Regions from separate parts of the Gossypium hirsutum genome. Here region 1 is linked to region 2. A link is a contact called in public Hi-C data. All regions are on one chromosome and are shown on one strand. The core of a region is the stretch at or near the end of the contact, and the rest is flanking DNA. Distances in the headings are between cores, read along the strand shown.

Region 1 (5,184 bases), core at 2,393-4,892, 41 kb after region 2:
TCAAACTGTGTCAACTTGGAAAAAAAGTAAAATTAGCATGTAATAGGTAATCATTAAATTATTTTTAATTTTATCCTACTTTACAAAGTTATAGTAAAACCACAAATTGTTATCAAAACACTTAGAATTTGCATGAATTACTTGTCAGAAAGTGTTGTAAATGTTTATATATTTCAGAGTTATCACACCCCCAACTTAATTCAGTACTCGTCCTGAATAATGATATATGCTATCTTACATTAGAATTCAAGGAGCCACTTCTGCAAAAATGCTTTCAAATGAAATAAACCCTTCCCATAGTCATCTGTTTAGCAAAATTATGCTAAAAAATAAAAACATCCTGTTGAACTTGGGGTTTAAGTTGCTCAATAGTCCAGATTCATATTGGGTACTTATTTTAAGGTGCAAATATAATTTCCGGGAGGGATGCACATTGAGTATTTTATAAGTCATAATCGCCTTTTGTTTGGAAATCGTTAGCATATGTTTGACAGCACGTACAAAAAATTATTTGTTATTCTATTGGTGATGGTAGGTCGATACTATTGTGGTTTGATACTTGGATTGAGGATTTGGGGCCTCTAGTCCATCACTGTCGTGATGTAGTGGTTGCAGGCGATAATGTTATGGTGTGTGCTAGCGAAGAATGGGATTAGGGATGGTTGGATCTCATGCTATCCTAAGAGGCTATTTTGCGCATGGTTGGGGTTCGGCCTCCTCTTGGTGCAGAGCCAGATATCATTTGCTGGTGACGGTAATAGATGAGGAAGTTTATGGTGGTTGAGACGTATAAGTAACTTACTCAGAAATTATGAGGTTTGAGGAATCCTATTTAGAGGGTTTTATGGTTGTTGTAAGGACGCAAAGGCTACGACATTTTCTATGGCTTATGGTAAGGGTGTCGTTGCTAATAAATGTTGAATGGGTGAGGCGTGGTATGGCTGATGACCTAAGTTGTTGTCTGTGTGGGGTGGTGAAGAGGCTAACATTCATGTTTTACGTGATTGTCCTATTGTGATTAATTGGGACGTGGCAGAGTATTTACCTTGTCAAGTGGTTCAAGATTTCTTTTCGATACCTTATGTTTTACGTGATTGTCCTATTGTGGTTGGGACGTGGCAGAGTATTTACCTTGTCAAGTGGTTCAAGATTTCTTTTTGATACCTTTGCAAGTCTGGATTATTTGAAATTTATGTCACTTCCAGGACATTGTCATGGCAAGAGTTAGTTGGTATGTGTTGTTTAGGGCCAATTTAGCATTGCTTCTAAACAACACTTTTAGGACAAAAAGTACTTTTGAGATAAACGTATTGCTAAACAAGATGCTTTTGAGCTTTTTAAAATTATTTTTTGGGACAAAAAAAAAATGCTTTGCAAAAGCACTTTTTTAGCCAAAATCAAAAGCATAAAATTTTAGCTTTTGTTCAAAACTATTTTTTGGTCCAAAAGCACTTTTGAGAAACAACGCTAAACTAAGTGTGGGTTTGGATGGATGGTACGGTGCGTTTAGTTTACTTTTTGTCTCACATTACAGTATCACTACAGTATCTAATCTCACCACTACTGTTGTTTTTACACTAATCGCAGGTAAACACACCATCCATCCAAACTCACCTTAAGCCTTAGTGTTGTCTTGTGGCATTTATGGAAATGACAGAACTAGTGTGTTTTTGCTAATGGTTTGGTTTGTTTTGGTGATGTTGTCAAGAAGAGCTTGTCATGGGTGGGCAAAGAGTATAATAGCTGTGGGTTTGGGAGATCAGAATCGGAAGGGGTTGGCATTTGGCCGAGATTGGTTGGATACCATCGGTTTTAGTATGTATCAAAGTAAATTGTGATAGGGCTGTGGATATTTTAAGTGGTGTTGCTTCAGCCAAGGGTGTCCTCTGTGACTGGGCTAACTGTTGGCTCATGAGGTATACTCGATTTATTGGAGTTAGTACAGAGTTGCAGGTGGAACTATAGGCAATTTATTGATGGTCTTCGTACTGCCTGGGAGGAGGGATATAAGAACTTGTTGATTGAGAGTGATAATTTGTTGTTGGTTCAGCTATTTACAATGTGTCATTAGATATTAAAGGTTTATTTTTAATTTTTTATTAAAAATAACAACACCAACCCAATAAAAGAGTAAGGGTCAAATTTTTTAAAATCTTATAACGATTAGATTTTAATGGGTTTGTATTTTTTTAATAAAATATTTATAATTTTTTTATAATTTTATGAATTTTAAATGATTTTTAAATTTTAAAAGGGCTTTATTCATTTTTTTTAAAATTGTTACTAAGGCAATTTTGATCCTTTAGTCTTAGTAGTTTCAAAAATTTCTAATTTACTTCTAATAAAATAGTAAGGGTCAAATTGAATAAATATAAAAATATTAAGGGCCAAATTTGTTATTATACCTTATATATAAATACCAAATTTTAACATAGGATTGTTTTGCTTACTCATCTAACGTAAAAGAGCTAATTTACCTATGTTTTGAATAAAAAAACTAATATACAATCTAGAATATAATACATGAAATTTGTGGTGCTTTTACCTATAAGGTATTGTGTTTATTGTTCATCTCTCCGAAATTCACTAACTAGGATTTATGTTTGTTCGCTTCTGAGTTTATGTTTGATTGTATGATTGTTGTGAATTAGTATCATGTGAATTTGTAATAATGTAATTGTGTTTTGATTGTTAGTGAAAACTTTTCATATATCTGATTACCAGTTCAAGATTTCTGTATGTTGTCTGTATATTTATATCTATAATTTTCGATTTACTACTTCATCATTTGCCTTCTGTATTTGTTTCGAAATCAGAATGAGCTTGTTTAGCTCACCCCCTTTTAGTTTCCTTCTCATGTAACTCGTGAGGTTAGATGTCGGAATCAGCAAAATGAGGGTCTATGAATTTCTAGTTTTGATTGGAGTTTTAGATTAAATTTTTATAAAGTTTGATAATATGTTTTCATTGGAACTGTAATTAAATTTCATAGGATTGTTGTATGAGTTTTGAATTTCGGACTTTCATTAAGTTTTGAGTTTATGGTTTTTGAATTAAACATGTGATGCCATGCATAAGCTTTAGTAACTGAACACAATTTTTCAACAAGATAAATAATTTATTTTTCCAATGTAAATTTATGATTTTAAGTTCGGTTATCAAAATTTTCAAACCTATTTTGGTTGTAAAAAATTTCATTCATTAAATATGAAATAGGTTCTAAGAAAGTTTTAAGCGAAAATAAGTTTATCGTGTGCAAAGAATTTTGGCAAAATTCATTTTCGGTTTAGTAAGTTGCATTTTTGAAAAGAATGTTGTACTTAAAACAGTGTTCTGTTTTGAGCCTTTTCGGTGGCTAATGTGACCTCAAAAATTCGGTCGAAACGTCTGGGCCAGGTTTTAGGATGTTACAAATTCTTTCTCCCTATGGCCGACCCTTCTTTCAAGGAAAGAGGGTGGATGACTTTGTTATTTTTAGCTAGTTTCATGCTTGATTCATGGGAGAGAAACTTCAAATGAGGAGGGGAGTTGAACAGTCACATGGAGAATTTTTATGGTTGATTTTAGATATTCTATCAAGTCTTGGGTGGCTAGCTTGGGCAACTTTATGGACGGTTGGGCCTTCTCCTCCTTAGTGGACGATTTGGACTCCTATCTTCTTAGTAGGCTGTCCATTTGTTGACCCAATTCTTAAGCTAGGTCAAAAGACTTTTCAAGGCCCAATATTTCTTTAATTGGGCATCCGAAGCTAATCATGAATCAACCCTCTTCTTTATGACTCATGCGATGGTAATGCTACAGCATTGGACATCCAAAAGGTGAGCTTCAAGATTGTCTTTTCTTCTAATGCATCAAACTGTGTCAACTTGGAAAAAAAAGTAAAATTAGCATGTAATAGGTAATCATTAAATTGTTTTTAATTTTATCCTACTTTACAAATTTATAGTAAAACCACAAATTGTTGTCAAAACACTTAGAATTTGCATGAATTACTTGTCAGAAAGTGTTGTAAATGTTTATATATTTCAGAGTTATCACACCCCCAACTTAATTCAGTACTCGTCCTGAATAATGATATATGCTATCTTACATTAGAATTCAAGGAGCCACTTCTGCAAAAATGCTTTCAAATGAAATAAACCCTTCCCATAGTCATCTGTTTAGCAAAATTATGCTCAAAAATAAAAACTTCCTGTTGAACTTGGGGTTTAAGTTGCTCACTAGTCCAGATTTATATTGGGTACTTATTTTAAGGTGCAAATATAATTTCCGGGAGGGATGCACATTGAGTATTTTATAAGTCATACTCGTCTTTTGTTTGGAAATCGTTAGCATATGTTTGGCAGCACGTACAAAAAATTATTTGTTGTTCTATTGGTGATGGTAGGTCGATACTATTGTGGTTTGATACTTGGATTGAGGATTTGGGGCCTCTAGTCCATCACTATCGTGATGTAGTGGTTGCAGGCGATAAGGTTATGGTGTGTGCTAGCGAAGAATGGGATTAGGGACGGTTGGATCTCATGCTATCCTAAGAGGCTATTTTGCGCATGGTTGGGGGTTCGGCCTCCTCTTGGTGCAAAGCCAGATATCATTTGCTGGTGATAGTAATCGATGAGGAAGTTTATGGTGGTTGAGACGTATAAGTAACTTACTCGGAAATTATGAGGTTTGAGGGATCCTATTTAGAGGGTTTTATGGTTGTTGTAAGGACGCAAAGGCTACGACATTTTCTATGGCTTATGGTAAGGGGGATGTTGCTAATAAATGTTGAATGGGTGAGGCGTGGTATGGCTGATGACCCAAGTTGTTGTCTGTGTGGGGTGGTGAAGAGGCTAACATTCATGTTTTACGTGATTGTCCTATTGTGGTTGGGACGTGGTAGAGTATTTACCTTGTCAAGTGGTTCAAGACTTCTTTTCGATACCTTATGTTTTACGTGATTGTCCTATTGTGGTTGGGACGTGGCAGAGTATTTACCTTGTCAAGTGGTTCAAGATTTCTTTTTGATACCTTTGCAAGACTGGATTATTTGAAATTTATGTCACTTCCAGGACATTGTCGTGGCAAGAGTTAGTTGGTATGTGTTGTTTAGGGCCAATTTAGCATTGCTTCTAAACAACACTTTTAGGACAAAATGCACTTTTGAGATAAAAGTATTGCTAAACAAGATGCTTTTGAGCT
Region 2 (4,514 bases), core at 1,508-4,007:
CAAATTAAAGTACAAAATTAAACCTCAAATTTCAACATAATAGAATATTAAAATAAAAATTAGACCAATTTTTAATGAAAATTAAATTAAAAATTCTACTAATTATGTATAAAAAGTTTAATCAATCTGATTTGACTTAAGATATTCTTGCTAAAAAGTAGAGACCTAATTTGCCATTTTGGTTATCATTATTTTGTGAACATAAGCTTTAGATTTAGATCAATTTTGTAGTGAACTTGTCAAAACCCATTGCTCCCAGAACACCAAATGTCACTTTCTTTATGTGAGCTAAACCTCCCTTACGTGCCCCTTTGACCCACCAAACACTTATGCCATGCCTTCACCTATATCTTTTCTCCAAAGTCTCCACGCATAATTTTTTTTTGAAAGACAAATAGAAAGATAAAATAAAACCCAAAATGGAAATTTATTAGAAAGTGAAGTCTAACAATCAAAATTTAACTTGATTTTTATCTAAACAATTAACCAAATATATTCTTCATATTTATTTTACAGATTCTAAAAAATAATTTTTATGATTATCTCTTCTAACAATTACACGATGAGCAATCATAATCTTAAAGTGCATAAAACCCATGAAAATATTACATCTAACCCTGTTTTGATATATGGGTTTCGTTGATTCAAAAGTTGAATGGAACCATTACAGTTTTACAAGCATCTAAAACAATTGAATAAAATAAAAGCTAAGAAGAATCTAGTTCTCTTTTGAAAAACCACTCAAAATTTCTTTTTAAAATGTGCTAAGAACAATTCAAAATGGTCCAAACCCATGTAATGCATGATAACTTGCAAGCCATCCATAGAAGTTCTTGAGTGAAAGAAAACCCTAAAAATCCCAATAAAATAACAAAAAGAAACCATAATAAAAAGTCAAGTAAACGTGTCACTAAACAAAACCAGCCACCATTTTTCTCTCTTCTTTCATATCATTCTCCTCCCTTTGTATTCGTCACAAAAATTCTTGCCTAACTCTCACATTTGGATGCATGGTTGTCCAATATTTCTAACATTTAATAATTTAATATATAACTGATACAAATTACTAATATTAGAAATTCTATCACACGAATATACACACAAAAAACATGCATTTAAAATGTAGACGTGTGTTTAAACGTAAAATACAATAAACAATGAAAAGTATAGTTTGAAACAAATTAATTATAATAACATATGAAATATGTACGATATTAAAATAAAAAATAGATTAAATTACGAGTAAAACAAAATTTAAACATATAAATACATAAGATAAACAATACTAAATGCATTGCATTATTTATCATGGTTTTGTCATCAATTATGAGTTAGTGTCGAGTTAACTTGTAACACCAACTCAGTGAACAACATTATTAATATATACAACTGATGGAGATAATAATTTATGTATATCGAAACAAATATGTTTAAAAATACATTAAAATTAAGCTTTGGTTGAGTGGTGAATTTAAAGTTTTCTTAATTTAATTAGTGCAAGTTCAAATCTCACCATATGTATATCTTAATTAATTTTTGTTAAAATAAAAAGACTAAAAAATCTTCAAATAATATAATTTTTTTTAATTACGAAAGATTATTTTCATAATTTTCTAACTAAATTGATAACTCGATTGAGAATAACATAGATTAAGTCAGAAGCTTAATAAATAATATATTAATTATATATTATGTCAAGGTGGTTAATAATGTAATGATGAATTATTTGCATGGCTTAAGTTCAAATCGATCAAATTATTACTTTTTAAATATATACATTAGATTTTATCAAATTCATAATCTAACTGAAAGAAAAAAAATATTAATAATTGAGTTATAAGTGAAATAATAAAGTGATTATATTTAAATATATCTTAGGTTTGGGTTTGATTTTCAAATATTATATTTTAATTTTTATTTAAATATTTTATATAAAAATTTTAAAAATATGAAAATATTATTATATTAATATTTAATCTTTTATTAAAAGAGAGTTTTTAAGTAATTTTCTAATTGAATCGGTATTGAGTTAACTCGTTACATCAACTCAACAAAACTCTTTATATAAGTATAGAAGAGTATTTTAAATACATTTTAACATATAAAAATAAATAAGTATTATATAAACTAGATTTTGTTTCACCTAGGGGGTGAAAAAATTTTCCTTTAATTTTTTTTTAATAATGAATATAAATGGAGTGATAATAAACTTATATTTTAATGTAACTGAACACGTATTCGATTTTTAGATTTTAGATTTTAATTTTTTATTTAAAAATAATATAAAATTATGAAACACAAAAATATCATATAATAAAATTATTTATAATTTAAAAGAAAACATATTTCGAAATTTTTGCAATTGAGTTAGTGATCCGATTAAAAAGTCACAAATTCAATAAAAAAGTTAAAATAATAATATAGAAATATAACATTAAAAAGGTAAAAAAATTCATGAATTTTAGCTGCAGGGCATTTAGAGGGTGTAGCAAAATAAAATGGGAGAAGGACACGTGTCTTAAGAACCGATGACTCACATTTGTAAATTTTCGTGATGGTTCATGCACCCTCTTGGACGGATAAGGTCGGCCGCTTGATGATATGCACGTGGCATTCTTTCAGGGGTGATAAAAATAAAAGTGGGTCGCATTTAGGGAAAAAAAAACAACGAGACAAGGACGTCCGTACTTTCTCACACTCACTTTTTAATAACTATCCATTTTCTCTTCTATTTAAATACCTTTCCAATCCCCCAAACTCTAATAGAAAATAGAAAGAAAAAAAAAACATTTTTTTAATTTTTCTTATTCTATTTCTCTCTCTAGCTAAAACAAACTACTCTTTAATTTTCTGTTTGGTTGTCGAGAAAATTTTGAAACATGGTAGTCCCGGAAACTGATCCATTGGCTCAATTGAGCTTACCACCGGGGTTTCGGTTTTATCCGACGGATGAAGAGCTTTTAGTACAATATTTATGCAGGAAGGTTGCAGGGCATCATTTTTCTCTACAAATCATTGCGGAAATTGATTTATACAAATTTGATCCATGGGTTTTACCAAGTAAGTTCAACCAAATGGTTTACCTTTTCTTTCCTGTTTGGCTTATTATGAAATGTTATTTCTTTGGCTAATCAATGTATATTATTATTTTTCATAGGTAAAGCTATATTTGGTGAAAAAGAATGGTATTTTTTTAGTCCGAGAGATCGAAAGTATCCGAACGGGTCACGACCCAATAGAGTCGCCGGTTCCGGGTATTGGAAAGCTACCGGAACCGATAAAGTTATCACGACCGATGGCCGAAAAGTTGGTATCAAGAAAGCTCTGGTTTTTTACGTTGGAAAAGCACCTAAAGGGACTAAAACGAATTGGATTATGCATGAATATAGATTGTTGGAAACTTCCCGTAAAAGTGGTAGCTCCAAGGTAAATTTACTTCATTATTTCTAAACCTTTTAGCTCGTATACCTCCAACATCATTCGACCATATATATATATATAATTATTATTATATAATAATTACAACTCGACCCAGGATTCGATCCAGAATTCAACCCGATTACTCAACCTACCTAATAAAATTCTAATACACGGGACGAGAGGTTCTTTTCTTTCTCTCTGTTTCTGATTATATGCTCTTGGAAAATGAAACCACTCAACTCCATCTTTTTTCACAACTATTGATCAAGTGTATCAACATAGTAAATCGAATCGAATGAATTTTTTGAATTTTAATGTTTTTAATGAATTTTTTAATTTCATAATTTTTCATATGTCATCCTTTTTTAAAAAAACTATTTTTTAATATATTAAATATTTATATATATAAATTTGGGTTTTCCTAAAATTTTTAATAAATAATAATTTAGAAGATATTGTCATGTGTAGAATATTTTTTAATTTAATTTAATTTAATTTATTTGTTGTAGTTGGATGATTGGGTATTATGTAGAATTTACAAGAAGAATTCAAGTGCTCAAAAATCATTACCATGTGTTTCAAGCAAAGAGCATAGTAACAATGGCTCTACTTCTTCTTCTTCTTCCCAACTCGACGATATGCTTGAGCCATTCCCCGAGTTAGACAATCGTTACTTTGCTTTACCTCGGATGAACTCGTTGAAGACGCTTCAAAACGATGACAAAACGGGGTTTCACAATCTGGGCAGCGGGAATTTAGATTGGGCGAGTCTTGCAGGGCTTAACTCGGTGCCTGAGTTGGTTCCCAGTGGACAAACTCAGACTCAGGGGATTCAGAGTTATGTAAATAATGACCTGTGTATACCCACGATGCCGCCTACGCTAACCCAGATGGATATGTCAATGAGTAAAGCTGGTAATTCGGTGGAAGAGGAAGTACAGAGTGGACTCAGAACTCAGCGAATTAATAACTCAGGGTTTTTTCAACAGAACTCTAGTGGGTTGATGACCCAGAACTTTTCTAACTCAATTGACCCGTATGGATTCCGGTACCCGACTCAGTCGGGTGGGTTTGTGTTTAAGCAATAAAAAGTT

What was found. A called contact is a pair of places that touch in the nucleus more often than the background predicts.
Region 1: a contact with region 2 is called in a Hi-C map of leaf, with 2.1 times the contacts expected there. The contact joins the enhancer-like site here to the promoter of LOC107903547 in region 2. A contact is called at or near these places in 9 of 34 Hi-C or Micro-C datasets (anther, callus, fibers and 2 more).

The regions. Positions count from the first base shown.
Region 1 is chrD05:61,265,554-61,270,737 of Gossypium_hirsutum_v2.1, forward strand. No RefSeq gene overlaps it. Among protein-coding and RNA genes, the nearest start is that of TRNAR-ACG, 30 kb to the right of the region's middle. Within about 2 kb of position 3,643, at least 4 of the 9 cell types and tissues checked have an H3K27ac peak or open chromatin away from gene starts, as enhancers often do. A contact at or near this core is called in leaf, where this site is marked.
Region 2 is chrD05:61,225,413-61,229,926 of Gossypium_hirsutum_v2.1, forward strand. LOC107903547 (NAC domain-containing protein JA2L) reads left to right here and starts at 2,758. Exons shown (of 3, transcript XM_016829629.2): 1 at 2,758-3,060; 2 at 3,158-3,426; 3 at 3,930-4,514. The coding sequence starts at 2,880. The coding sequence ends at 4,508.